Linked DNA regions of Mus musculus: all the other regions are linked to region 2. The links are chromatin contacts, called in public promoter capture Hi-C maps. All regions are on one chromosome and are shown on one strand. The core of a region is the stretch at or near the end of the contact, and the rest is flanking DNA. Distances in the headings are between cores, read along the strand shown. Region 1 holds the start of Chac1 (ChaC, cation transport regulator 1). Region 2 holds the start of Cdan1 (congenital dyserythropoietic anemia, type I (human)). Region 3 holds the start of Ndufaf1 (NADH:ubiquinone oxidoreductase complex assembly factor 1). Region 4 holds the start of Nusap1 (nucleolar and spindle associated protein 1). Region 5 holds the start of Ctdspl2 (CTD (carboxy-terminal domain, RNA polymerase II, polypeptide A) small phosphatase like 2). Region 6 holds the start of Exd1 (exonuclease 3'-5' domain containing 1).

The links. Promoter capture Hi-C pulls out the DNA fragments that hold promoters and counts their contacts.
Region 1: a contact with region 2 is called in a promoter capture Hi-C map of liver, with 4 times the contacts expected there. The contact joins the promoter of Chac1 here to the promoter of Cdan1 in region 2. A contact is called at or near these places in 2 of 39 promoter capture datasets (both in liver).
Region 3: a promoter capture Hi-C map of liver shows a contact between it and region 2, with 5 times the contacts expected there. The contact joins the promoter of Ndufaf1 here to the promoter of Cdan1 in region 2. A contact is called at or near these places in 4 of 39 promoter capture datasets (the 3T3-L1 cell line, hippocampal neurons and liver), 2 of 484 Hi-C or Micro-C datasets (nephron progenitors and regulatory T cells) and 1 of 9 other capture datasets (liver).
Region 4: a contact with region 2 is called in a promoter capture Hi-C map of liver, with 5 times the contacts expected there. The contact joins the promoter of Nusap1 here to the promoter of Cdan1 in region 2. A contact is called at or near these places in 5 of 39 promoter capture datasets (the C10 cell line, hippocampal neurons, liver and 1 more), 1 of 115 datasets of contacts at active chromatin or transcription factors (astrocytes) and 1 of 9 other capture datasets (liver).
Region 5: a contact with region 2 is called in a promoter capture Hi-C map of liver, with 2.6 times the contacts expected there. The contact joins the promoter of Ctdspl2 here to the promoter of Cdan1 in region 2. A contact is called at or near these places in 2 of 39 promoter capture datasets (liver and pre-B cells) and 1 of 115 datasets of contacts at active chromatin or transcription factors (astrocytes).
Region 6: a contact with region 2 is called in a promoter capture Hi-C map of liver, with 4 times the contacts expected there. The contact joins the promoter of Exd1 here to the promoter of Cdan1 in region 2. A contact is called at or near these places in 4 of 39 promoter capture datasets (hippocampal neurons, liver and pre-B cells), 2 of 115 datasets of contacts at active chromatin or transcription factors (astrocytes and pancreatic cancer cells) and 1 of 9 other capture datasets (adipose tissue).

What each region holds. Positions count from the first base shown.
Region 1 is chr2:119,348,995-119,353,875 of GRCm38.p6, reverse strand. It overlaps Chac1 (ChaC, cation transport regulator 1), which reads right to left and starts at 2,634. Exons shown (of 3, transcript NM_026929.4): 1 at 2,240-2,634; 2 at 1,484-1,519; 3 at 1-687. The coding sequence starts at 2,473. The coding sequence ends at 286.
Region 2 is chr2:120,729,747-120,734,515 of GRCm38.p6, reverse strand. Cdan1 (congenital dyserythropoietic anemia, type I (human)) reads left to right here and starts at 2,999. Exons shown (of 28, transcript NM_026891.2): 1 at 2,999-3,104; 2 at 3,324-3,814; 3 at 4,011-4,217; 4 at 4,417-4,586; 5 at 4,714-4,769. The coding sequence starts at 3,015. Ttbk2 (tau tubulin kinase 2) reads left to right here. Exons shown (of 16, transcript NM_001024856.2): 16 at 1-1,700.
Region 3 is chr2:119,660,845-119,665,381 of GRCm38.p6, reverse strand. Ndufaf1 (NADH:ubiquinone oxidoreductase complex assembly factor 1) reads left to right here and starts at 2,548. Exons shown (of 5, transcript NM_027175.4): 1 at 2,548-2,773. H3f3c (H3 histone, family 3C) reads left to right here. Exons shown (of 1, transcript NM_001370931.1): 1 at 1-266.
Region 4 is chr2:119,615,262-119,619,892 of GRCm38.p6, reverse strand. Nusap1 (nucleolar and spindle associated protein 1) reads right to left here and starts at 1,595. Exons shown (of 11, transcript NM_133851.3): 1 at 998-1,595. The coding sequence starts at 1,090. It overlaps Oip5 (Opa interacting protein 5), which reads left to right and starts at 1,388. Exons shown (of 6, transcript NM_001042653.1): 1 at 1,388-1,735; 2 at 1,973-2,039; 3 at 4,239-4,361. The coding sequence starts at 1,432.
Region 5 is chr2:121,954,263-121,958,619 of GRCm38.p6, reverse strand. It overlaps Ctdspl2 (CTD (carboxy-terminal domain, RNA polymerase II, polypeptide A) small phosphatase like 2), which reads right to left and starts at 2,619. Exons shown (of 13, transcript NM_212450.4): 1 at 2,003-2,619. Mageb3 (melanoma antigen, family B, 3) reads left to right here and starts at 2,528. Exons shown (of 1, transcript NM_008545.2): 1 at 2,528-4,357. The coding sequence starts at 3,401.
Region 6 is chr2:119,545,326-119,549,940 of GRCm38.p6, reverse strand. It overlaps Exd1 (exonuclease 3'-5' domain containing 1), which reads left to right and starts at 2,314. Exons shown (of 13, transcript NM_172857.2): 1 at 2,314-2,934; 2 at 3,059-3,152. Chp1 (calcineurin-like EF hand protein 1) reads right to left here and starts at 2,234. Exons shown (of 7, transcript NM_019769.3): 1 at 2,024-2,234. The coding sequence starts at 2,090.

The DNA of each region.
Region 1 (4,881 bases), core at 1,385-3,884, 1.4 Mb after region 2:
GGACTAGGGCAGAGCCACCGCACTGCAGGGCCCACATCCAGGGCAGGTCCCCCACCTGCCCTGCCCACCACACCAACATGGTGCAATAAATAAAGGTTCAAGTAGTGAGTAAGGGTCAATGAAGGAAGAGCTGAAGGCTAGCAGACAGGCGGGGCATAAGACACAAAGCCCCTGGCCACCCAGCATGCCTTCTCAACTCTCTCTTGCTCCATCAAGTCTATCTCAAGTACTGCATACTGATGTCCACCAGTACCACTCAGACACTTCTTGCAGGAGCTTGGCTCCTCAGGTCAGTGCCAGAGGCTGCTCAGGTAGGTAAGAGCAGGGTAGCAGGGTTCCTACGGCGTCCACAATGGCTTCCAGGTGCTCATCTTGTGCCTGAGGCCCACAGAGCTGCATGAAGTCTGCCAAACGCAATAAGTACTCAAGGTTGTGACCAGAGAAGCCTCGGCAAGCAAGGATCTGTGTGGCAATGACCTCTTCAGGAGCAGGGCCCAGGTAGCCAGGGTTCTGTGGGGTGGCCACATAGGCCAGTGCTGTGAGGGGTTGGTCAGGGGTGTCTTGAGGATAAAAGGTGACTTCCTTAGTGTCATAGCCACCAAGCACGGCTTCCCTCACATTCAGGTACTTCAGGGCCTCGTTCACCTGCTCCCCTCGAACTTGGTATGCCACACCCCAAGTGCAGCCCTAGGGAAAAACAGAGACACTCCAGTCAGTCACAGAGCTTGATGCTGGTCCTGTGTTCATTCTAGAATGTTCCCCTAGACACATTCCACACCTATGTTCTATAAAAGAGGTGGAGGGGGTGGGGAGACGTCTCAAGGGATAGAGGTAGTTGCTACCATGCCTGATGATCAGATAACCTAAGTCCAATCCCTGGGACATGAATGGTCGGAGGAAAGAATCGACTTCCATCTTGTCGTCTTGCTTCCACATCTGACCTACAGCGTGTGCACATGCGTGCATGTACAAATAGATGTAATTTTGAAGTTTTATGTGTATGGACGTGTGTGCCTGGCGACCTGTGATCTTGGTGGTCAGTCAGAAGAGTCTGATTCCCTGGAACTGGAGCTACAGATTGTGAGTTACTGTGTGGGTGCTGGGTATCAAATCCAGGCCCTTTGGAGAAGCAGAAGGTGCTTCTGACTCCTGAGCCATTTCTCCATGAAGCTTTAAAAAAAAACTAACGTGTTTGACTGGCTGCTGAGCCACCCAGAAGCAATACCCTTCACCCTATTTCCCTTGAGTTTTGTTTATTTTGAGACGTCTCATATAGTACAGGGTGTCTGACCCAGGATTCATTATGTAACCAAGAATAACTCTGAACTCACAGAAATCCATCTTAATAAGACCCTCCCTCAAGTGATTCTCCAAGAAGCATGGAGTAAGCTAGCTACACTTCCACTCTCCCCACACAAGAGCTCTGACCCTCTGCACCCTGATACATCAGACCCCAGGATTCTCTTCTTGACTGCACACTTACCTCACGGTCTTCAAGGAGGGTCACCACTCGGCCAGGCTAGACAGGGAAGAAAGGTTTTGAAAAAGACAAATTAGATATTAGCACTTCCGAAAGGACTATGAATGAACCTTATTGACATGGGGGGCTTGCCTGTCATGCACAAGACCTTAGATTCAATCTCCAGCAACACACACACACACACACACACACACACACACACACACACACACACACACACCTTTAGTCCTGTTGTGACTTGAACCTGTAGTTCCAGCACTTCAGCACCAGAGAGAGAGATTTGTCACAAGTTTGAGGCCACATAGCAAGAAATAGGTAAGATGGAGGAGGGGGAAAAAGAGGGGGGAGAAGAGGAGGAGGAAAAGGAGGAGGAGGAGGAAGAGGAAGAGAAGAACAAGGAGGAAGAGGGAGAGGAAGAGAAGAGGAAGAGGAGGAAGAGGGAAAGGAAGAAGAGGAAGAGAAGGAAGAGGAGGAAAGAGTGCCAGCCTAAGCCCCAAGCCTGGGAGAGGACCTTTCATCGAGTGACATGGAGTGATGGGCAGATGTGGAAGAGACAAACAACGAGCGGCCCAGATTAGTAACCAGCACAAGAATCCACAGGTGCAATCACCAACCTGATTTCCAGGCACACAAATTTAAACCACAAACCAGGTTTACAATTTTCTCTTAGTTAGCCCAGGGTCCCTGCCACTCCAGGATACGAGTGCCCACTCTCCTGCCAACCCCACTCCACTCCTCTGGGCACAGAAGGATGCTCACCATCTTGTCGCTGCCCCTATGGAAGGTGTCTCCCTGCCAGAACCGTCGGCTATAGCCACGAACGAAGCCCACACGGCTGTCACTATAGGCAAAGTCCGGCTTCCACACTAGGGAGCCGTACCCGAAAATCCACAGGGCTTGGGGGTCGCCATCCCCCCAGGAAGGCTGCGCGGATGATGGTGCAGGGGACAGTGAAGGAGGCGGAGTGCTCTGGGATGCGGACTCCTGCTTCATGGTGCCGGGCGCAGGGACGGACCCGGGTGGCCTCCGAGACTGGTCTCCGGCACGGGCACGGAAGGACCGACGGACGCGTACACCTGGCCTGGCACCGATCGGTCGTTCCAGCTGAGTGGTCCCTCCAGAGGCGCTCTTTAAACCCTCCGGCCAGGAAGGCCCTCAGACTGCCTCCAGCTGTCCCTATGATTGGGGCGGGGCAAATCTCTTTCTGGCCAATCACCTTTAGATTTTGCTTCTCGGTTAACCGCGCCGCCCTCCGAGTGGGTACCAGAGCAGCCCGCCCCAGGGCCAACGCGCGTGCTGATTGGTTCGGCTCCTCCTCCCGTGGCAGACCTGGCAGGAGTGATGCAACGGCAGGGAAGGTTTCCCCAGAACTGGCATGCAGCAAGGGCGAGTCAGATTGCGTCAGGCTGCTGGCACCGGGAACGGGCCTTAGAATGGGCGCGGGCACCCGCCGTCTCCCGGGAAGGCCCTCTCAGTGGTCTAAACGGTGTCATCCCTGCAGTCCAGCCGGTGCACCTGGCAGAATCATTGCCGCCCAAAGCAGTGGCCAGTGCAGGGCACGACCAGTAGGAATACTTTGGGCGGCACGAATTCTTGCCTTTGGGGCCCCGCCTAAAAGCACGCACTGCAGAGAAGCTGTTTTGGACACCCTCCGCATTCCACTCTGGTGCCTCATACTGTTGCCCACGTGAACAGCTGGAGAAACTGAGTCACGGGGTGGTAAGGGGTTTTGCAAAGGCTGTAGTTGAGTCAGACTGGTTGGCACAAGCATGCAGGCCTCACGTGACGGCTACACCCGGGCCAAATGTGAGACCCCTGAGTTCAGGCGGGTTAGAAGAAAAGTCAAAACTAGACAGCCTTGGGCAGAGTAGTCACATTGAGGATGACTGTTAGTACCTGTGGTACAAAGCTACAAAGAGAAGAATGCCAGGCCACTTTCACCCCATGGGTACGGGTTTCATTCTCTCTAGCTTGAGATCTTGCAGCAGTGGGCAATTTACATAGGTACCAAAGTTTGGAGAAACGTTGGTTAAGGACAGCACAGAGGACTAAGGGCACCTGCAGCCTTTTCCCATAGCTTCTTGCCAGGCAGTGGGTATGGGCCCTGGCACTGACGTGGGCAACCAGGCACCAGCCATCTCCTTGGAAGTTCCTCTCTGCCTGAACCCTGCAAGAGTCACCATTGGGCTAGGTAGTGGTGTCACACTCCTTTAATCCCAGCACTTGGGAGGCAGAGGCAGGTAGGTGGATTTCTGAATTCCAGGCCAGCCTGGTCTATAGAGTGAGTTCCAGGACAGCCAGGGCTGCACAGAGAAACCCTGTCTCAAAAAATAGAGGGGAAAAAAAAAAAAAAACAGTCACCATTGGCAGGTCTCAGGATCTGTCTCCCCAAGAGCTCACCCTCTCTGGTGGAGCCAGTGCCACCCCAAACTGCAGGATGGAGGAGAGGTCGAGTTTTGCTTCCTAGGCAGCAGCAAGAGGCAGCCTCTCTGGGCATCTCTCATTGGGAAAGGGAAACAAAGAGCAGAAGGCCTTTCACTAGGGTGAACAAACAAGAGTGAGCTCCCTGGAAGTGGAAACTCAGTGAGTCTCCTTATTTAACTCAAAATTGTATGCACAGGGTAGATCCATCCCAAAAGAGATCCATCCCAAAAGTGTCTACACAATTGCCTCTCTCTCTCTCTCTCTCTCTCTCTCTCTCTCTCTCTCTCTCTTCCACTATCCTCTAGCTGGACTGACCTGGAATTACTATACATACATGCCTGAGATTCACAGAGAAACTCTCAAGCCTAGCATTCAGGAGGCCGAGGATAGAGACCTAGAGAATCGGGCCAGCATGGGCTACAAAGCAAAACCATGTCTCTAAATGAATAAATGTATGGATGAACGGAGTGGAAAGAAATACTCTTAAAAGTTGGAGGAACTTGTGTTTGTTTCGTTGGCGGGACTAGAACTCGAGTCCGCACACCGGTGTGCCTTATGCCTGATGTGTGTGCCTACCCCAGGCCTGGGCTCCCTGTGAGGCTCATGCACTACTTTTTTGTTTTGTTTTGTTTTGTTTTGTTTTGTTTTGTTTTGTTTTGTTTTGTTTTGTTTTGTTTTTCGAGACAGGGTTTTTCTGTGTAGCCCTGGCTGTCCTGGAACTCACTGTGTAGACCAGGCTGGCCTCGAACTCAGAAATCTGCCTGCCTCTGCCTGCCAAGTGCTGGGATTAAAGGCGTGTGACACCACGCCCGGCACATTCTACTTTTCTGAATGGAAAATTGTTGAGAAAAATGGTGGTATCTGGTAATTTTCCTGCTTGCCACCACTGTGCATGTTTATTCTCCCCTTTCTTTCCTTTCCACTCTGCGAGTCCCTCTTAGTACTGCCTTTCGGCCGGGTCTTACAAAGAATACCCC
Region 2 (4,769 bases), core at 1,750-4,249:
ATGCTAAATAGCAAAGATTTACTGAGTCATGATTTCAGTATTTGCTCCTATATAAGTACTAATAAACATGACAGCTAAGGCAAGTTCAAGGTGATGAGATGATTTCCTATACTGGGCTCAATCCTTGGTTTTAAGGAGCCCTTAACAAAAGTCCTTTCATTGCCCTTAAAATGTAACAAGTTTCTGCCTTCTCTAATTGGAGGTGATAGTATCTACACTGTAGGCTCAAGGTGATGCTGACCACATCTCCTGGTACCTTCAACTAGAATTTCTAGACCAACAACAGTATGAATGACGCAGATCTCTGAGACTAATAGAATTACAGAATTTGCTAATAACGTTATTTTACATTAACAGTGGGATTTATCTCTTGATAATTTAAAATTATTTTGTACTGTATACATGATTATTCACCTAAACCAAGTTTTTATGTAGACTATTCTTGCCATATGATACTTTTTAAAACTCCCATAAAACATAATTGAAAACATCAAAAATTCACTTGTATCAAAGTTGGAATGTGCCAGGTGTTTTTTGCTCACTTACAGTAGTAAACAAGGCTATACAGAGTTTGGGCTGTGATTTATTATTTTAGGGAGTTTGCTGAGAAGAAACCTTAAGACTTTATTCAAAACAGTTTGGTTTGGTTTGATTTTTTGAGATGGGGGTTTTTTCAGTGTAGCCCTGAGCTGGAACTTGCTCTGTAGATTAGGCTGGCCTTAAACTCCAGACCTACCTACCTCTGCCTCCAGAGTGCTGAGATAAAAAGGTGTGAGCCACCATGCCTGGCTAAAAACAGTTTTATTAAACTATAAATCAATGAAATTAGTTCTCTAAGATAATTAAGAAATTAAAATATAGGAAATAGATCTTCTTTTTAAGACAAAGGAAATGTAGCACTGGGCCACTCAGGACTTTGAAATTGGATTGGATTTCCTAGATTTTGGTGGTATATGCCTATAATCTCAACATTGAAGAGGTAAGGGCAGGAACAGGAGTTGAAGGTCATACATAATGAGCTGAATAATGAGTTCGAAGCTAACTTAGGCTCTATGAGACCCTGTCTCAAAATAGGGGGGAGGGGAAAGGCAGAAACAAAATCTTAGGTAAGAGAGATTGGATTGTTGGATTGGATGAGTAGACAGATCTGATGGCCTGGGCTCGAGCCACTTTGCTGTTCCCTGATGCACAGTTCTCATTCTCCTTTGACACCTTTCCTAAATGGCATCTATTTAATCAGATCATTTATTTACAGATTCCAAGTTTTTCAGAAAAGGAGGCACATCTCATTTTGTATTAGATATAATGAGTTCATAAATTATTACTGGCAAATGTTATCAAACTTAGTCATAACCCGAATTCTCTTACTGAACAAGAGAAATAAGTCAATGTTCTGCTGTCCTCCTCTTAATGAGATGCGAAATTGCTCTTTGAAGTTCTTTTCAATGTGTTACATTGTATCCTTTCTCCTTCAAGCATCTTCCCTTTATGTGTTTTTGCTCAGGCAACCATGGGCATAGAGTATTGAAAAACATGCAGTGCTTTTGTATAGGCCATCTGTACATAAAAGTGTAATTATTTATTTAATTTTCTCATTTGTACCATATTAAAGCTTTGTACAGTGTTTTAAGTTCTGTTTTAAAATTATTTTGTATTTTATTTTTATAATCTAGTAATAAAACATTCAGTCCGCATGCAAACTTTAGTGCTATTTGTGTGATGGTTTGGATTTCAAAAAGTGAAAACTATTTCCTAAACTACTAAAGTGTTACAGAAGTGACAGACAACCAAGAGAAGGCCATTTTGGCTAACTTAGACGCTAGGTGAACACCAGGGTTCAGGGGTCTGACGTGCGTGTTCAAGCTGACTTTGATATTCTTCTGTCTCTGCCTGCCAAGCACTGGGATTGCAAGCATCCACTAAATCCAGCACAGAATTAAGTTTTCAAAACTCCCTTTTCTTCTCCTTGGCAGTATGCTAGAGGGATTCCTGCTCCATCTACTGCCTATCACCAAGTGGTCTTCCTTTGAATGAGAGGAACACAGGGCCAATACACTGCTACTTTGTTTTGGAGGAAACTATAGATCCTATATCTTGATTTTTTTTTCTTTCCTTTTACTAAGGAGTATCATCCGAAAGCCTATTATATTTTTCAAAATAAGGGACCTGACAGGAAGTGTAGCCAGAGGGTTAACCAGCCAGTGTGTGTGGAGGAGGGTCGGGGGAGTGTGTCTAGGAATGCCATACTCTTCCAGAAGCTAATCATGAATCCTGACCTCTCAAGTAAAAGAAGTTGAGATATTCCCCTGCTGTAAACTCTTTAATACAATACGTAAGGGATTCAATACAAGTCTGATGGACATTTGATGATTTTATAACATGCCTCAGCATGAACTCTGTCCTCAATTGTCAGTTGATGAAAAAGTTGGCCAATGGTAAAGAGTCAGCCTTTTGAGTAAAAGAGGGGAAGGGGTGGGGAGCTAAGTAGGCCGGGCGCACCCCTTTAATCCCAGCACTCCGGAAGCAAAGGCAAGATAATCTATGAGGTCGAAGTCAGCCTGGTCTACAGAGTGGCCAGGCTATACAGAGAAATCATGTCTCAGAAAAAACAAAAAGGTCAAAACACAAGGTTACTCACTTTATTTTGGTTGAGGAGGGAGTGACTCAAAAAGCTCTACAGTCATGGTCTAAGGCTGTGCTTATGACAGGTGTCTGGTCTCATAGGCTGGTCTCTTAGAGTTGGTCACTTTTCCTGTCTGGTCCCTCTTTCAGACCCGGGTCTCCTCAGGCAGTTCATCTTATCACATTGCTCCAGGGGCCAGGAAATCAGAGAAAGGCGCCTCGCCGCCCTGCAGGCCTGGCTGGCTGGGCAGATCTTCCCGGGCCGCCAGAGCCCCACCCCTCAAGGACCCGCCCCGTCGTCCAACGGTCGATCCCGGTCGCCGGCTCCGCCCCTCCCGGCTGCCCGTGGCGCGAGTGCGCCTGCTCAGTAGCCTCAGAGCGCCTGCACAGGGATGGCGGCCGTTTTAGAGTCGCTGCTGCGCGAAGAGGTGCCGGTCGCAGCCGCCGTGCGGTGGATCGCGCGCAGCACCCCGAGTTCGGAGGTAACAGTGCGGACACGCCCTCAAGCCTGCCTGGAATGTGCTTCCCGCGGGGGATGATGCTTCAGTCCCTTCTCCCAGCCTGCCCTGCCTGACGGCCCGCGCCAAGGGCGCTCGCTCCTCTGCGCGCCGCTGCCGGGCCGCCCACCCTGCGGCCTCAGCCGCTGACGGCCCGCGCTGTCAGCTGACGCTCTCGCCCCGCGACCTCTGCTTCTTCCTCAGGATAGCTCCGAGGTGGCCGCTCTGAGCGCACTTCGGCCTCTGCGGAAGGAATTCGTGCCGTTCCTGCTGAACTTCCTGAGGGAGCAGAGCAGCCGGGTCCTCCCGCAGGGCCCCTCAACCCCCGCCAAGACCCCAGTCGCCTCGGCAGCCTTGCCAGCGAGGCAGGGGGCCCCGGCACGGGGTGGCCGTGGGGCGCGCAGCCAGCTTTTCCCTGCAGCCGAGCCCCTCAGCGCCGCCGCCGAGGCACCTCTGGCCCGCCGTGCGGGCCGCAGGCGGGGTCCGGGACCGGGGCCGTCCCGCGAACGAGGCGGTCGGGGCTCCGGGGCCGCGGAGGAGGGGGCGAGTGGCGAGAGCCCGCCTTGGGCCGGAGGCCGGAAGCCTAAGGGCTCAGGCAGCCCTGGCAGCCCCAGACTGTCGCTCTCTGATCCGCCAAACCTCAGCAACTTGGAGGAGTTCCCTCCCGTAGGCACCGTTCCTCCGGGCTCTGCAGGGTGAGAATCGGTCCTTATTGCAAGATGTTCGCTAAAGCCGAGCTTGGTGCCCCACAGTAGAGTGCGCGATGGTTAGAAGGTTGAGGGTGAAGAAACCACAATGGGGGAGGGTTTAAAAGGGGCCCAACTGTTATGGATGGAATGATGCTTGAAGATAGAAAATTGGAAAAAAACAAAAAACTGTGACTACTCTCAGCAGAACGAAGCCTTCTCGAAGGATCAACCCAACTCCGGTGAGCGAAGAGCGGTCACTGTCCAAGCCCAAGACCTGCTTCACCTCACCCCCAATCAGCTGTGTCCCCAGTTCCCAACCCTCAACCCTGGACACTAGCCCTTGGGGCCTTGGCCTTCCCCCAGGGTGCAGAAGTCTGCAAGAGGAGCGGGAGATGCTCAGGAAGGCGCGGTATGGCTTTGCCGCCACCTGGGATGTCAACTTCCTCCTTATGCGGGACTTGCAGGGATTTTTCCTGAACTTGATTTCTCCCTTCGGGATTCTGGGTTTGCTTCTTGGGCTGTTGATGTCTTCTCTGGCAGAACCTGAATGTGAATGTCGCTGGTAAAGCCAGGCTGATTAATCATGACATCTCCTCCTGTTCACATAGCACCAAGCAACTCCAGCAGTCACCTACCCCAGCCTCTCCCATCCCAGAATCGGGGTCTCCGGTTCCCAGCAGGACAGGAAACCTCACCGCAGAGCCTGCCGACCCGGCCAGAGTGTCTTCTCGACAGCGCCTGGAGCTGGTAGCCCTTATCTACTCCTCCTGCATTGCTGGTGAGTGAGCGCAAAGGGGGCTGCGGTGGATATGCTTGCAAACTACAGAGTAAGAGAGTAGAGGAGGCGCAGAGCCTTGGCCTGCTTGTCAGTGGTACGATGGTATGGCATTTCTCTTTATAAACAGAGAACCTAGTACCAAACCTTTTCTTGGAGCTTTTCTTCGTCCTTCAGCTCCTTACT
Region 3 (4,537 bases), core at 1,299-3,798, 1.1 Mb after region 2:
ACATTTCAAGAGTTCAACTTTATAACAATTATAAATAAACCTGTTAAAATTTTCTGGACAATGCCAGCATTTGGATTTTTTAAAAATAAGTAAATTTCTTATTGACAGCAACTAAATGGTGTTTGTAGCATTTTTATCACACAGTAGATTCCATCCATTCACTATACTTTTCTAACTGAGTTGTCCTACATACAAGTACATGTTTTTAATGTTGTCAGTCTTGTGTGCTGTTCCTGTAAGTTTGCTATTAAAATACATTAAACTATTAAAAAAAGAAGAAGAAGAGCATTTCAAGCTGGGCATGGTGACACACGCCATTAATCCCAGCACTCAGGAGGCAGAGGCAGGTGGAATTCTGAGTTCAAGGCCAGCCTGGTCTACAAAGTGAGTCCCAGGACAGCCAGAGCTATACAGAGAAATCCTGTCTCAAAACAAAACAAAACAAAACAAAACAAAAAAAAAAACAAAAAAAAACAACAAAAAAAAAACAAACCAAAAAAAAAAACCCTAAGTATTTCAAGCTAACTTGTAATCTTGTATAGATTATAGCATGTAATCTATAAAAGACTTCAGTGGTCAGCTAACTTTCATGAAGCACAGCAGGCAAACAAATGGAGAAACTTCTGAGACATGGGTCTCCTTGAGGATAAGCGAAGCGTACCTCTGTACTCAGAGCCATTAGGACTGCTGCGGCAGGGGGAGGTACTCTACCATCAATCCTTATAACCTGAGTTCAAGCTTTTGAACACACTCTATGATTCCCCTAAGCAATCAATCCTAAAAATTAAAATACAATGATATTAGGTTTTTAAAATTTCTGGGTCACAACTTGTGCCCTGAGACATGTCCAGCCACCCATCCTCAATAAGCCATATTCCTTCCTAGAGTTGGCAGGCTCCTTTCACACAGGTTACAGCAGGGGAAAAGCAAGCCCAAGACATAGGCTACTTAACCATGTCTCCTTGACGCCTACCACCGAAGGAATAGCAGAGTTGCATCTCCCTGTCTCTGTAGTACCTAACTGAGTTAAGGTTAGGTTCTCTAAACCATTGAGTTCTCTCTCCACTGCAATGGTCACAGTTCCTCTATTTAGCAATAATATGATAACATTGTTCAACAAACAAAGCCGAACAACAAAACCAATCCTGAACAGAAACTGCACCAATGATTGAAAAGAACCCCAAATTGCTCAAAAGAGTCCAAAGATAAACAGGAAAGCAAAACCCGATGCATACGGATGAGAGAAACGTACTAAAGGTCCTATTTTTCTCAAGAATCCACAACAAAGCCCCAAGTTGATTTTCTGCTTCACCAAGTAGAGGTAAAAAGCAGCTGATGAGGGTTCGAAAGATGGGTCCGTGATTAAGAACACTTTCAGGGTTTGGTTCTCCGCATTCACATGGTGCCTACAATTTTAAGTTCATAGGTTCTGATACCTTCAGGCCCCCGAGGGAACAAAGTACACATGTTGCACTTACATATGTGCAGGAACCAGCCTAACAAAAATAAAGATACTCTAAAGAGACATTTTGTGTCTCTCAATCTATCAGATTATTTCAATAACGAACCTCAAAGAAATGGGAGCTTCCCAAGGAATCTTAAGTAGGAAAAGGAAAAAGCAAAAACCAACCAACCAACCAACCCCCCAAATTGTCTCTGGGAAACAGATTTTCACAGTTCTTATAAGAAAAATTAGGCGAAGAGACAGACTCAAAAGGCTGAGACTGTTTTATTGGAAGAGTGAGGGGCCTCAACCTTTCTATGGGATGAAAGTTGAACGTGATTAGAGGGACTGTGGTGCTCCCCCCCGCCCTCTCTCTCACACACACACATACACACACACACACACACCTTTATACCTATATACCTATACTTAGATAGCTACCAGGAAATTATGGCCTGGAACTCCCAGAGATACAAATACCCCTGCTTCCCCAGAGCTGGAATAAAGGTATGGACTACCATGTCAGGCTTACTTTTACTTCTTAATTTGGCTCTTTTAACTGGCCTACTGAGGATGGGTGATTGGGGCTGACTTGGGACACAGGTTGTGAACCCCAAGTTGGAAAACATTTTAATCGAAGTGTGCACAAGCTCTGTTGTGTGGATTACATAGGGGCACGACTGAGGAAAGCCAGGATTGATAGCTATCTAGGTGTACAGTGGCTCTCCAAAGGCAGTTAAGTGGCTTTCTAAAGTCACGCAGCAGACAGTTCTCAAGGGACTACAGGGAAGAAGAGGCCCAAGCGGCCAGGCATCTAGAAGTGAAGAGGCGATAGCAGTGCAGAGATCCTGTTTAAAAGAGGATTGGTATTTACATACGGGGGCGGGGTACAAGAAGCTGAGCGAAGAGCTGGCTCACAAATGACAGGACATTTCAGAAAGCGACCCCGCTGGGGAATTTTGAGGACCTGAAGCCTCCGGTTGTCTTACGCTTTAGGATACTTTCCGTTACTCTTGAACTATCTGAAGCTCTTGTTTACTGTACACCTAGTTTGATGTCGGACAGGAAAAGTAGCGGGACCACAACCGGAAGCGTGGCGAACCGGGCGAGAAAAGTAGAAGGACTATTCGGGGGAAGCCGAATGTGGGGTCTGAGAAGGTGAGCGGAACCTTCTCATAGGTGGGAACTGCAGGGACGAGGAGGTCGGGAAGAGTCCTGGCGGGTGAGGTGAGGGTCGAGGGGCTGCCACTCCTCGGGAGCGCCTAGCTTCAGGAGGCTGGGACGTGACCAACCCCGCGCCTGCCGAGAGGTGAACGCCTGGTCTTCAGAGTGAGTTTGGTCTCTGGTGTGTGACCTCGAATAATTATTTAATTGTGGAATCTCCTTTTTTTTAGTCTTTGTAATTGGAATAATACTAGAAGTACCTGTCTCAGGGTCAGGATTATCGTGAGAAGTCAGTAAAAACACACGGAGAATAGTTGCTGGCACATGGGAAGCCCTAGGTTGAACAGTCGTTTCTGTACTCAGTAGTACAGTCATACTGCTAGGAGCGGTGTGAATATCTTATTAAAAACTCACAGTTAGCTTCGGACCGACGTCACCCGGTTACTGAGTTTGACCGAGTTTCTTGTAAGAAATTATTAAACAAAACACGAAGTTGTAGTATTGTTAGAAAAGTAATAAGACGTCTGAATGTTTGGAAAACAGGGTTAAATAATGTTATTTATAATCCCACCATTTTACCTTCTTACTTATTTAAGTCCTTTTCCTTATCAAAATTTTTTGTCTTTTTATAATTTTGCTTTCTTTTTTTTCTTCGAAAAGGGGTCACATAATGTCCACCTTACCCTTGAACTTTCTACATTTCAGAAGATGACCTTAAATTCCTGATCCTTGTTTCCCTACTTCCCAAGTGCTGGGTTTTGTAGGGTGCACCCAAATCTTACCGGGACTTTGATATTTAAAAAGTGTTCTCCATGAGCTGATGGGCCATCACCTGGGAGTCGAGGCAGGAGGATCAGGAGTTCAAGACCAACCTGTGTCAAATGGGACCCTTATCAAAAAGAAGAAAAAGTACAGCATATATTTGGGCATGGTAACAAATGTCTGTAATCTTAACACTTAGGTTGAGGAAGGAGACTTTGATTCAAGGCCTGTGTCTACTTTATTAGAAGCCCATTTTATCAAAACTGCCAGATGATTTAAAGGGACTATAAAGTTTAAGAAGCCCCTTGTTAGAGGGAATTATATAGGCATGTAAACCCTCACGCTTGTGACAGAGATAAAGGATTATGAAGCTGTTGGTTCAACAAATAATAAGTTTTCAGGATACTGAGCTTCATACTGGGACCTGGACGTACAACATTGAATAGTCAACCATTAAGATACTTTCAGTGGGGGGGTGGGGGGGCTGGAGAGATGGCTCAGCGGGTAAAATATATGATAAATATATTTTATGGTAAAATAAATAATTTTTAAAAACACAAGGAAAATCTGCTTTAAAGTTGACACAGCCTCTCAAGGTAGCTTGTGGCACACGTGAATTATTTGGGGTCGATCATCAGCTCTGTGAAGCTAAGGCTGCATTTCTCATCATGGCAGTTTTGTTTAGTGACAGGTCTCTTGTAGGCCAAGTGGCCTTGAACTCGCTATGTAGCTGAAGATGACTTTAAACTCCTGATTGTCCTGCCTTTGTCTTCCAAGTGCTAGGGTTACAGGCATGTGTCACCAAATTTCACTATATTGGTACTTTTCTTTTTTGGTTTTTCTTTTTTCTTTTTTTTTAATATTTATTATTTATTATATGTAAGTACACGGTAGCTGTCTTCAGATACTCCAGAAGAGGTGTCAGATCTCGTTACAGATGGTTGTGAGCCACCGTGTGATTGCTGGGATTTGAACTCCGGACCTTCAGAAGAGCAGTTGGGTGCTCTTATCCACTGAGCCATCTCACCAGCCCTCTTTTTTGGTTTTTCAAGGCAGGGTTTCTCTGTGTAGCCCTGGCTGTCCTGGAACTCACTCTGTAGACCAGGCTGGCCTCGAACTCAGAAATCTGCCTGCCTCTGCCTCCCAAGTGCTGGGATTAAAGGCCTG
Region 4 (4,631 bases), core at 346-2,845, 1.1 Mb after region 2:
AGAAGATAGCAAAAACCTGAAGGACTAAGCTTTAGACAATAAGTTGGGGAGCCATTAAGCACTAAACTCAGAAACATTTCTAAGTACTCTTCAGTGCCGTTCAGCCAGATAAAAGGTGTACCTATGGCCACATTATTCTATTTAAACCATTTAAAAACATTTATGACAACTAATTAGAGATTTAGTGCAAATAGCAGTTTGCTGTACAAATCTCTGGTATATACATGTGGGCAAGCTTCAATATAGCAAGTCCAATCTCACAATGAATCCCCACATTTTCTCTGAACACCTTGCAAACTCAGAATTCAAAGACCTTATCGGTTTTGAAAAAGACCACCATCACAATAGTGATTAATGTATGGACAATCATACTAGATCACGGTGGACAGGCATCCCATTAAAGGTTCACGAGAGTGAAGGTAGTGTCATAGTTTACTGAACAGTAAGTAGAGTTTTTCAGAAGAAGTCGTTTAAAGTAGTTTTTCTTCAACTGCCTAATAACTGGCATGGAAATTACACTGATTACGTCCTATGGGCCTTCGTTTCCCATTTGGTACCAGGAAGTATTAGCATTTCCATTAAGAAGTCTTTATAAGAGCTGGGCAGTGGTGGCGCATGCCTTTAATCCCAGCACTTGGGAGGCAGAGGCAGGTGGATTTCCGAGTTTGAGGCCAGCCTGGTCTACAGAGTGAGTTCCAGGACAGCCAGGGCTACACAGAGAAGCCCTGTCTTGAAAAACCAAAACCAAACCAAACCAAAAAACAAAAAGTCTTTATAAGTTCTCCAAATATAATAAAAAAAGCCTCCAACTAGAGTAACAGCCTCGGCTTTTCTTTCGTTTAACAAATTCCAGTCACTGTGAACAAAACCTACCTACTCCTCCCAAAATAACGTCCCTCGGGGGTTTCCTCTCAGTCACTTCGCGCCCTGTCCCCCAAATCCCTGGTCTCTTCTACCCCGCCCACCCAACTGCCCGCACCGCCAGCCAGCACGGTACCTTCATGTTAGCCCGGAGGCCCAGCCTTTTGGCTAAATTTTGCAGGTCGCTGTACTTAAAGGAGTCCAGCTCCTCTGCAGAGGGGACGGTCATCGCGTTCTGCAATCTCGGTGATTCCCAGAAAAACAGCCACACAACTCAAAACAGAGCGGCTCAAAACTGGCGCCACCCAAGACGTTGACAAGCCGACTTATATATGGAGTTTAAATTAAGACTGCTGTAAGTTCATTGGTTGAACTGCCTCGAGGGTGGGGTTTCCGATGCGGGCCAGTAGCGTGATTGGCTGAAGACCGCTATTCCGCAAACTATACCAATATGCTGGCGCTGAGCGTATTGAGAGCGTGTCTTTCAGGAACATTGTCCAATGAAGACGCAGGGAGACAGGTGGGCGGGACTTGGAGCGTGCGAGAAAGAGGCGCGCGCTTCAAAGAAATATGGCGACTCTCTCGCGCCGCAGTCTTCGCTTCTTGGAGACCCAGTCACGTCGTGACTCTTGTGATACACCTTTTTCTCTTACCTCCTCCATGGAGTGGGACACTCAGGTGGTGGAAGGGTTCTCCCCTCTCGGGTCCTCCGAGTCTAAGGTGAAGGCGTCACCTGTCGACCTGCGGCTGCCTGCGTGGTTGGAGCCGGAGAGATGTGCCGTGTTTCATTGCGCGCGGTGCTACGCGGTGCTCGGCGACACCCTGCACCTCGCCTGGGACCTGTCGCGGTCCCTCGGCGCCCTGGCCTTCTCCAGTGAGTGAGGCGAGGGTAGTTTGTGAGGAAGATAGACCAGAGGCAGATGAGGAATGGGGGACAGTACTGCCCAGGGGAGGGAGGGGTTTGTTTTGTTTTCCCGAGTTGGGCTTCAAACCCAGGCCGTCGCCTGAGCTAACCCAGCGCCCTTGGCTGAGCCCCACCCATTTTGTTAAGTTTTATGGGCAGATGAATCTGCTGGCAGGTATTTCTTCTCAAAACCGTTTTGTCTTCCAGAAGTCACAAACAACGTCGTTTTGTTAGAGCCCTTTTTGGTTGGCATAGAAGGTTTTCTCAAGTCCAGGTACGTGTGGAGAATTCCTGAGGTGGCGCTCTCTATATATTTCCCGATTTAATGACAGTGAAGAGTATGTAACTGTTGTAAACAAGAAAGAAACTTTGTCTTGTGACATGTTTACGCTCTCCATAGAGTATGTTTGAGTTGTAAACTCTTTACCGGTTTGAATCATATAAACATGGCATTGGTGAAAGTTAAAGTTGGATGTAGGTTTTAAGGTCTGTGAGAGAACTAGGACTATTAGTTATTAGTTATTAGTTATTAGTTATAATTTCTCAGGGTTGGTAGCAAATACCTTTACCCACCGAGTCATTTCACTGGCCCTGAAGTGACATTTTTGATATAGTTACAAATTATTTTACTTTTGATATTGGTAATAAAGGTCTTTCCTTGAATTTACAATTCTGCCTCTGCCTGCAAGTGCTGGGATCACAAGCATGGGAACCTGCACCCAACCTCTTTTTTTTGTTTTTTTTGTTTTTGAGACAGGGTTTCTCTGTATAGTCCTGGCTGTCTTGGCACTCACTTTGTAGACCAGGCTGGACTTGAACTCAGAAATCTGCCTGCCTCTGCCTCCCAAGTGCTGGGATTAAAGGCATGCGCCACCACCGCCTGGCCAACCTCTTTTTTAAAAAGCCTGATTAAAAGTTTTAATTATAAGCCTGGCGGTGGTAGCACATACTTTTAATCCCAGGACTAGGGAGGCAGAGGCAGGAGGATCTCTGTGAATGCAGGGACAGCCTGGTCTACAGAGCTAGTTCCAGGACAGCTAAGGCTACACAAAGAAATCCTGTCTGAAAAACCAAACAAACAAAAATTTAATTACAGATTTGGAGATGTGCTATAGCTCAGAAGTACAATGTTTGCCTATATCAAGAAAAATGCATGCAAGAATAGAGTTAGATTTCTGTTCCAAGTTATAATCTAAAAACAGTTTTATCACATTTATTTGTTTGTTTATTTATTTATTGTGTGTAGTCACATACCGAGATGCACACATGAAGGTGAGACTATACCTTTGAGGGGTTCAGGCCCAGGATCACACTTGGGTTGCCAAGCTTGGCTGCAGGCACCATTCCCTGCTAAGCTATGAATCTAGGCCTGACTTCCTCACTGTGTTCCTCTGCTTGTGTGCATTCTGACTGAGGTAAATGGTCACGTTTACTAGTAACCTTGTGGTCTTGAAATACCTTTTTTACTGTCTTTGAACTCAGTAATTGATTATTAGTTTATATTGTATGTGGCACAACACTTACTGTAAATTATTTCAAAAAGTCTTTATGGATTACAATCTATTGGTACTTAAAGCATTGGCCAGGCATGGTGGTGACTTTAATCCCAGCACTCAAGAAAATGAGTGAGAGTAGAGAAAAATCTTTATTCTACTCCACTGCCTGATATTATGTCCTGTTGTCTTCCAGACTGACAGACTATTATAATGAATACAAGTTAAAATTTAATTGACATTGTTCTATATAAGGAAATGGTGAAACAATTGTATTTGTTTATATATTAGAACTGCCTTAAGTCCTTCAGTGTTCATGATCCAGTGTCCCAGCAAGCTACATGATGCTACCTCTAAGGAAGTAAAAAAAAAAAAACCAAACATCTTTTTTTTTTTTTTTAAAGATTTATTTATTTATTTATTATATGTAAGTACACTGTAGCTGTCTTCCGACAGTCCAGAAGAGGAAGCCAGATCTCGTTACGGGTGGTTGTGAGCCACCATGTGGTTGCTGGGATTTGAACTCCGGACCTTCGGAAGAGCAGTCGGGTGCTCTTACCCGCTGAGCCATCTCACCAGCCCCAAAACCCAAACATCTTAAGGACAGTAGTAAATTTCTTTATGAGGTAGGGAGCCATGAACTACACAAGTGGTCAGAGGCAGTACCAAACTTAGTTTTGAGGGGTTTTTGTTTTGAAGGTTTTTTGTTGGGTTTTTTTTTTGTTTGTTTTTTGGTTTTTTTTGTCATAAATTATGTTCTTTGTTTTTGTTTCTTTGAAACAAGAGTCTTCTATGGCCCACTTGAGAGCCAGTGAACTTGATGAAGTCTATCCAGGTGCTTCAAATGACTTCCTCCTGCCAGTGCTTCTGAGTGTTAGTGCCACTGTAGATCCTACCACTAGACCTGATGAGGGCAGTTATTGTTATATTTATTCTAGCTTTTCATTATTTTATATTCTGCTTCTTTCCTTTCCCACCAGCACATACAACCTTTTATTCTGTAATTCCTGTGGGACTCCTGTTGGTTTCCATTTATATTCTACCCATGCTGCTATGGCTGCCTTGAGAGGCCATTTCTGCCTTTCTAGTGATAAAATGCTGTGGTGAGTAGAGACATTACTTATTAAATAAGGTTTTTAAAAGATTCTAGGAAAGTCCAGGTGTTTATAACCAAAGAAGATGCAAAAGGCTAGGCACTACTTTATACACACACACACACACACACACACACACACACACACACACACACACACACATATATACACATACATACACATACATACATACATACATACATATATATCTGCAATAAGGACAAAACATAATCTTAAAATAAATATTGTGATTACTTTAGATGGCTTATTATACTGTGT
Region 5 (4,357 bases), core at 1,370-3,869, 1.2 Mb before region 2:
AAATATACCTATCCTATTTAGTATTCCTACACAATCCTATTATTGCAATACAACTATAGCACACATGAGAAAAAGACTAGATAGCACTTGGCAGTTTTCACATCCTTTCAAATCATGCATAGGAGACTATTAGGAATATAGGGACTGGCCTGGCTGTGGTGGCGCTTGCCTTTAATCCCAGGCCTCTGGAGATAGAGGCAGGTTGGATTTCTGTGAGTTCAAGGCCACCTTGATCTACAAAGTGAGTTCCAGTACAGAGCTGTGACACACACACACACACAAAATCATGTCTCACAAAACAAAAATTAAACAAAAAAAGAATATAGGGTCTAGTTGAATGTAGTACAATACTGATTCTGCTACCTATAAACTAAATTTTATCAAAAAACCTACCCCTAAAACATTGTTAAAACACAGAGAAAGCCTGCACCAGACATAATTTATCCCAATTCTTCTGAGTAACATAATTGGTCCCATTTTAAAATGAAATGACTCAACAAGGACTCAGGCTGTCTAAACTTTCACTCCCCAAACCCCGAAATCAAGCAGCAGTGAGGAAAGAGCAGTGAGGCCCAGGTCACTCCTAAATCTACTTCATATAAGAGCTATGTTTACCTTGACTTTCTTTATGACCTTGGGCTAAGTCTTTCAAATAAAAACTATAATGTTTGCATGTGCCTGCTTATTACTGAAATTTAATCCTAACATGTGAACAGCAAGTGAAGTACTTTAGGCTGCACCTATGAAGCAGAAGGCTACTGAGTGAGAAACATTAACTAATATGTAATATAAGCCATGTTTTAATCTTCCGTTTTATTCCAGGGGAGAAAACACCTATAATGCCCCAAACTCGACATGACCAAACCATTGAAAAAAAATTGAGAAACTCTATTAAAAAAAGAAAAATCAAAACAAAAGCCAGTAAAAACTAGCTTCCACATGCCATGTCACTGCTTTTATAGAGATAATTGCTGGACCACAAACACAAATGTGTAGCTTGGCATTTCATGAATCAAAGTAACAGGCAATCTACAATCTAAAACATGTAGATAAGCCTATCATTTCAAGGCACTAATTTGTATATGGATGTAACCGTAATCTTGGTATTGTCTTAGTAGCATGAGAAAGATAACACTCCCTGCCTTGCCTTGGAGTAGCATCTAAGAATACTCATGTCAGGAGCTTAGGGTAGTTTCCTGGCAGTATCTCAGTAGGTTTCTCCGAGGTACTCTGAGAGTGCCTAACGTCATTCACACATCCAGCTACCACTAGGGCGAGAAGTAAATAAACACTATTTATTTATGCAATTATTTATCACAGAATCCTGGTCAAGAACGCAAAGGTAAACTCATACGGACTTACCCAACGTAAACAACATGCTAAATAGAATTAAGATTCACCCTTAACTAACCACTACGGAAATCAGAGGCCTCCTACACACGCTGGTTTTTACTACCACACTTGACTTTAAAAAGTAGTAATGTCAACTCAACATTTTAGCAGTACAGAAAACGACAGAAGCTCCAAGAACCTCTTTCCAGATTCTCAAAGGATGTCTGTAAGAGCTCAAGTAGAGAGAGCAACGCCCCCCTAATGCACCCTACAAGAATGAAATACCAAAAACATTACGTGGGCCCACAAGAAGGTTCGAAAAGGCAATCTAACTTAATTAGCTATCGGGTCCACGGGGTCAGAGACTGGGAACGTGAGATGGGGTTGGGGGTGGGTAGCAAAGTGAAATCTAACCCCAGAAATCACAACACAGGCCGCAGCCTAAGAGCTGAAGCTGGCGGGAAGTGAGCTCCCTGGCCGTTCCCTGGGGAAAGTCCAAGCCAGAGCAGCTTCCACGACAGTGGACGTACAAGGCGCCAACAGTGCATGCCTACGGACGTTGCTGGAACCGCTGAGGGCTCGGCTAGAGAAGGGGAGGAGATCCCGGCAGACGGCCCTGAGAGAGGACTGAGCTTCGGAGCAACGGCAGCGTCTGGACCAAGGGAATTACCTTCACTGTGACGACAGAAAAGTGTCTTCGGGCTCCGGCGATGGTCCCGACTGCGCAATAGGTGGTGTCTTTCCCGCTTATCCCTCAGCAGCAACAGAACCAGCTCCTTCAGCCAGTCGCCATTTCCCGCCTACCGACCTGCTGCACCGCACGGACAGGGACCCGGATGGAAAGCGGCCTCCCTGCGCAGGCGCTCTGGCTCCCTCCTCCCCCGCCCGCCCCGATCCGGAGAGGCGGGAGGGAAGGAATGCGGGAGGCCTGGGCGGCAGCGGGGGAGGGGAAACCAACTTTTACTACCGTGAAGAGGCTGAAGTTTCTGCCGCCTTAGGGAACTCACCAGAGCGAATTCCTGACCAAAAGAAAAACAAGAAACAACAACAACAAAAAACAATGAAAAAAAAATGAGCTTAGGGCCCGAGGAGTTAGACTGGACTCAGCCTCCGATGGGGCTCGGAGCGTGGGGGACGTTTGTACTTCGGGGGCCTCCGTAGCGGGCTGCGGGGTGGTCGCAGGGGGAGTAGGGAGGAAAGCGTTAGCAGCGGAGGCGGGGACGCCGGGGGCGGTTTTCCCTCCCGCCGCTAACGGAACCGCCTAGAGCCGGGCGACAAGGAGAGCGCGCCCTGGCCTGGGAGGCGGGGTTTAAGAACGCGCCGCGCACCCAGCGGCCAGGGTTAGCGACTAGGCGGCGGTGGGTGGAGCCGGCGGGAAGGGGCGGTGCTAACGGCTTGGCGCGCTGGAGCGGGAGCCAGTGCCTTGCGCTCCCGATGGCCAGACCCAGCCTGGTCCCGGTGCTTTCGGAGGTTCGCGGAGTGTCCCCGAGGTTCTCTTCCTAGGTCACTTTGCTAGCGGGAGCCCCTGTTGCCCTTGGACCTATGAAGGAGACTCTTAACCCTTCCCTTCCTCGCGATGTGGGCAGTGATCCTGTACGCTTAAAACTCGAGTCTTTCAAATGGGTTTTCACACACGACTGTGGGCTCCATCTAGAATCTGGATGATTCTTAATCTTCTTGATGCTGAAACGCTTTTAATAGAGTTCCTCATGTATGATGACCCCACCAACCATAAAATTATCTTTGTTGTTACTTCATGGCTGTAATTTTGCTAGTGTCATGAATCGGAATGCAAATATGTTTTCCCATGATCTTATTCAACCTGTGGTTTGACCTCTTAAGGGTTGCAACCCACAAGTTGAGAAACACTGGTCTAGATAGCACTTTTGACTGAAATTCCAAGCTGATCTCATTATTCTATAAGAAATGCTGATTGAGACAGGAGAGGCTTGGACGCCAGTCTGAAGAGAACAATCCTAGGGTTTGCAGAAAAGAGCTTGATCCACGAGTTCGGAAGTCCTGATTCCTGCCTGTCAGCTCTTCTACTTCAGTCCTGAGCACAGTCAACATGCCTAGGGGTCAAAAGAGTAAGAGCCGCTCCCGTGCTAAACGACAGCAGTCACGCAGGGAGGTTCAAGTAGTTCAGCCCACTGCAGAGGAAGCAGGGTCTTCTCCTGTTGACCTGAGTGCTGGGTCCAGCTTCCCTGGTGGTTCTGCTCCTCAGGGTGTGAAAAACCCTGGATCTTTTGGTGCAGGTGTATCCTGCACAGGCTCTGGTATAGGTGGTAGAAATGCTACTGTCCTGCCTGATACAAAAAGTTCAGATGGCACCCAGGCAGGGACTTCCATTCAGCACACACTGAAAGATCCTATCATGAGGAAGGCTAGTGTGCTGATAGAATTCCTGCTAGATAAATTTAAGATGAAAGAAGCAGTTACAAGAAGTGAAATGCTGGCAGTAGTTAACAAGAAGTATAAGGAGCAATTCCCTGAGATCCTCAGGAGAACTTCTGCACGCCTAGAATTGGTCTTTGGTCTTGAGTTGAAGGAAATTGATCCCAGCACTCATTCCTATTTGCTGGTGGGCAAACTGGGTCTTTCCACTGAGGGAAGTTTGAGTAGTAACTGGGGGTTGCCTAGGACAGGTCTCCTAATGTCTGTCCTAGGTGTGATCTTCATGAAGGGTAACCGTGCCACTGAGCAAGAGGTCTGGCAATTTCTGCATGGAGTGGGGGTATATGCTGGGAAGAAGCACTTGATCTTTGGCGAGCCTGAGGAGTTTATAAGAGATGTAGTGCAGGAAAATTACCTGGAGTACCGCCAGGTACCTGGCAGTGATCCCCCAAGCTATGAGTTCCTGTGGGGACCCAGAGCCCATGCTGAAACAACCAAGATGAAAGTCCTGAAAGTTTTAGCTAAAGTCAATGGCACAGTCCCTAGTGCCTTCCCTAATCTCTACCAGTTGGCTCTTAGAGATCAGGCAGGAGGGGTGCCAAGAAGTAGAGTTCAAGGCAAGGGTGTTCAT
Region 6 (4,615 bases), core at 1,065-3,564, 1.2 Mb after region 2:
CGTTTTTAGCTTCCTTATGCCCTGATGCTAATCACAACTTGTCTCTGGCTTATCTCCCTGGCCAGGTTGTGGGTGTCTTGTTACCATCTGCTCTCAATGTCTAGCATAGTATTAAACAGGCACTGGGAAAACTCACTTTTTGTTTCATTAGGTTTTCCCAATCAATATATACAGTGGTTTTGCTGGGAATTTAGGGTATCTTTGTCATATTTGAGTTACTGTTGGGTAACCAGGATAATAGTTCTTACATGATCACTTAGGTTTGTCCATGAGTCACAAGGAAAAACAACTCAGTCCTACACCCAGGACTAATGAAATTGGAATGACATCACTGTCCCATTCATTCTGAAAAGAAAACAGCTTTTCCTCAATTAAGCATGGTGGCTCATACTTATATTCCCAGCACTTGGGGGGGCTGAAGCAAGAGGACTGTCATGAGTTTGAAACCAGCCTGGGCTATGTAGTGAATTTTTCTGTTTGTCTTGTTTTGTGTTGTATTTTGTTTTTCATGACAGAGTTTCCCTCTGTAGCCCTAGCTATCTTGGAGCCTGTTATGTAGATCAGGCTGATCTCAAATTCTGCTCCCTTTGGAGTGTTGGGATTAAAGGTATGGACACCACCAGGCCCAGTTTATGTAGTGAATTCTAAGCAAGTCTGGGCTACAAGGTAAGATCTTGTATCAAAAAACAAAAGAAAACAAAACAATAGCTTGCTCCATACTCACTATACTTCCCCATGACGTGACTCTGGGCTTTAAACATAATCAGAGAGAAGTCATTACATTTACAAGTAGGGTCAGAGGTAAAAGCTTGCTAAATCCAACTGTGTGCATTTTTACTCATGGAATCCTTAAGCGTGACTGGCCAAACTCTATAAAAAGCTAAGTATTCTCTGTCATTCACTCAAAATTGGCCACATATTAGTAAGGGATTAAAAGCAAAGCAACCTGACAGGGGGTGGGGCTAGACCACATCTCTTTCAACCTGAATACTCTAGAAAGTTTAACTTGTCAGACAGCCAGAACAACTTGTCATTTACCCAAGGACTCATTCCTGGAGAATTCCGTAGTTCCCTGTACTCCTTGGCACGATCTGCCACTGGGTTATTTGCTCACATTATCATCAAAGACAGGTACCATGAAGACATGGCTTACGAAAATCAAAGAGAGCCGCAAAGGATCACTGAGAAAGCATTGTAGCCATACAATTGTATCATACACTACCAAGGGCCTTTCAAAGGTATGGAGGTGTTTTCTGTGCTTCTCAATTCCCAAAGCCCTGTTGCTCCTTTGTTCAGGTTAACAAGGAAGAAACTAGAGTATGTATGTTTCTGGTACAAATTCACAGATTTTGGAGTACATCCAATTTCAATATCAATTGCATAAAGTACAGCAACACAGCAGATATCAATATATATAAAAATAGGACAAATGTCTTCACTGTGTCTTTAAACCTTGACCACTATACCCGTGGCTTTTCTCCAACGATTCAGATTTAAAAGCCTCACTCGGGTTTTTGGACTCTTGATTGCTTAGAGGTCTTCAGTTCCTGGTCACAAGCCTTTCTCTATGATCTTCTTTGTTGAGTTTTTCCCTGTGTGTGATTTTAGTAGTTTTAGCTCTTGCTCAGAAACCTCATTAGGATGTATAACGTTTTCTCCAGGAACCATTCACATTTCCTGGATTTGCTTCTACTTTATCTACTGTTCAGGATGCTTCTGTAGGAGGAACCATAAGGAAGAAAATTCGCGGACCTTCACGGGCAAGAGTGGAGTGGTGGTGTCTGTGCTCGAGATTCCGGGCTTTTGAGCAAGACAGCACCGGAGGAACCACATCCCGGCTCCAAGAAGCTACAGATGAACGTACAGGTATTCTAGCCTTCGGTTACCCAAAGCACCGGAGGCTGCATGGGACCATCCCAACAAAGTCACCGCACCCCAGATCAAGCCCTCAGCGACGACCGCTGTCAGTACTGAGGCCAGCCGAAGGCGCCGGGCCGCCTTCCCACCCCCAACCCGAACTCACAGCCAGTCTCCTTCTTGATCTCCTCGAGCTCTTCGTCCCGCAATAACGTGGAGGCCCGAGACCCCATCACCGTGACGGGAGCTCCTCCGGGAGCGGCAGCGCCAGAAGCAGCAGCGGCAGAAGGGAAGGAGGGAGGGAAGGGCCAGGGGTCAAGAAGGGAGAGGGCACTGTTTCTCTTGCGGCCCGGGGAGAGAAACAAGGGGTGGAGCGCGGGGGAGGGCGGCCCGACACCAGCCAATCGGGAGCGAGGCCGCGCCCTGCGCAGGCGCTAACGTCAAAGCTTGGCTCTCGAGCCCGGAATGAATCAGCCCGGAGGCTGCGGGAGTCCGAAGGGAAGCAGGCCCCGCCCCGCGGAACCAGGGCAGCCGCCGGACTTAAAGCGGCGATACCGCTGTGGCGCTAGGGACTGCACTTAAAAGGGCAGTGCGGTCTCGCCACTGTGTTCGAACAAACCAGAGGCAAACTCACTAGGGTAGCCAGCAGGTTTTTCACAGGACTCAGGTACCAGGAGTCCCACCCTACAGGTGACGGAGACTCAGGAGAGAAACCAAACCCACGAAACGAGGGACAAAACCCTAAGGTGGATCCCCAGAGTAGTGCAGTGCACTCTTTCTTGCTCGCTCTCCATCTCTCTGTATCTCTCTATCTCTTTTTCTCCCTCCTTTCTCCTCTCCTCTCCTCTCACTCTCACTCCCCTGGTCCTAAGAATAGGGAGTCCACAGCCACTGTGGCCCAGCACGCCTAGAGACTGCATCTTTCCTGCGCTCCTCCCCCCGGCCGCAGGGGGCGCTGAGAGCCGCCTGGGGTTTGCATGGCTCCTGGCAGCATCTTTTCTGCTCTCTCTACCCCGGCCGCAGGGGGCGCTGGGAATGGGCTCGAGGCTGCGCGCTGATTGGCTCCTCCGGAAAGAGGCAAGTAATTCACCCGGAGGGCGAGGGCGTGGTCGGCTCTGCGGCTTCAGTGGCTGGCGTTGAGAACTTTTTTGCGTCAAAGCTGTGCCGGGATAACTCCCAGAATTTTTTTTTTTTTTAACAGTAGTCCCTCGTTAGTTTAAGGAACTCACCATTTGACTAGAATTAAGGTCGGAATTTCTCAAACTCCTTTGCTGTGGGGACAGAGGACCCTGAAGGTGAGAAAGATTGTGACCGAGCACGGTTTATTTATTTGGATTTTTTCTTGTCTTAAAAATTAGGATTTTTAAGCCTGGCCAAGACTAGTCAGGGCTTTTCTGGAAAAGAGAATCATTTCTCCACTTCTAGAAAGGGTTTTACAGGCTCAGGCTGTCCTGAGCATAAACTCCTAATTCTCCCATGAGTGGCAAATCTTTAAACAGGATTTCCCAATATTGCCTAGGCTGGGCTCAACTTGCATCTTTCCTGCTTTCACCTAACAACTGCTGGCTTACGGTTTAAAAATCCGAATTTTTTTTCTTTTTGGTTTTTCGAGACAGGGTTTCTCTGTGTAGCCCTGGCTGATCTGGAACTCAGTATGTACATCAGGCTGGTCTTTAAGTTAACAGAGATCCACCTGCCTCTGCCTTCCAAGAGCTGGGATCAAAGCCAGGTGCATTTTATTCTTCTGGTATTTTGTTTGTGCTGATGAAAAAGCTGAAAGCTGCATGTTAGTGTACACCCTCTCAAGTGAAGCCTTAGTTTTCCTGTAGCTTCACGAGTCTGATCCCTTCACTCCTTGGTTTAGAACCAGCTTACTACCTAGATATCGTAGCACCTTTCTCAACTCACCTTAGACTACTAGCTTCAAAGTTACTCGGGCTGAGTCCTGCAAGGCCTCCCTGCCCACTAAATTTCTAGTCTGACTCAGTTGTTTTCCTAATTATCCCTGGTTAACTTACCCATTGAGATCATAACTGTGGTATGGAAATCTTGAGGTCAGATGTATACATAATCCCATTCTCAGTTGGCCTGGAAGCTCATCTCTTCATCCTGACCTTTTTTTCCTTCCTAATTTTTATTTATTTATTTTAAAGATTTATTTATTTATTATATGTAAGTACACTGCAGCTGTCTTCAGACACTCAGAAGAGGGCGTCAAATCTCATTCTAGATGGTTGTGAACCACCATGTAGTTGCTGGAATTTGAACACAGGGCCTTCGGAAGAACAGTCAGTGCTCTTAACCGCTGAGCCATCTCTCCAGTACCCCCTTCCTAATTTTTAATCTGTCTTTAGGGCTATATTCAATTAAACCCTCTGTTAGACCTGGTACCTGATAATCTATAATTGCAGCACTGAGGACGCAAAGGCAGAAGTTACCTTTTGAATTTCAAGGCCAACATGATCTAGATAGGGCATTCCAGACCAGCCAGGGCTACTTGCGGAAACCCTGTCTAAATATAAACAGTAGCAAAAAATTCTTTGCTATGCATGTTCTTTTTTCCTGATTTGTTGTAACCTTTAAGAATAGTATTTGTGTGTTCAAGTGAGAGGTAGGGGTGTGTGTGTGTGTGTGAGATATTCTCACCAGTGGAGGTTAGAAGAGGGCATCCGATCCCCTGCAGCTGGAGTTAGAGGGCTTGAGCCACCAAGTGTGGGTGCTAGAAAATACCAAACTTAGGTCCCCTGGAAGAGCAGAA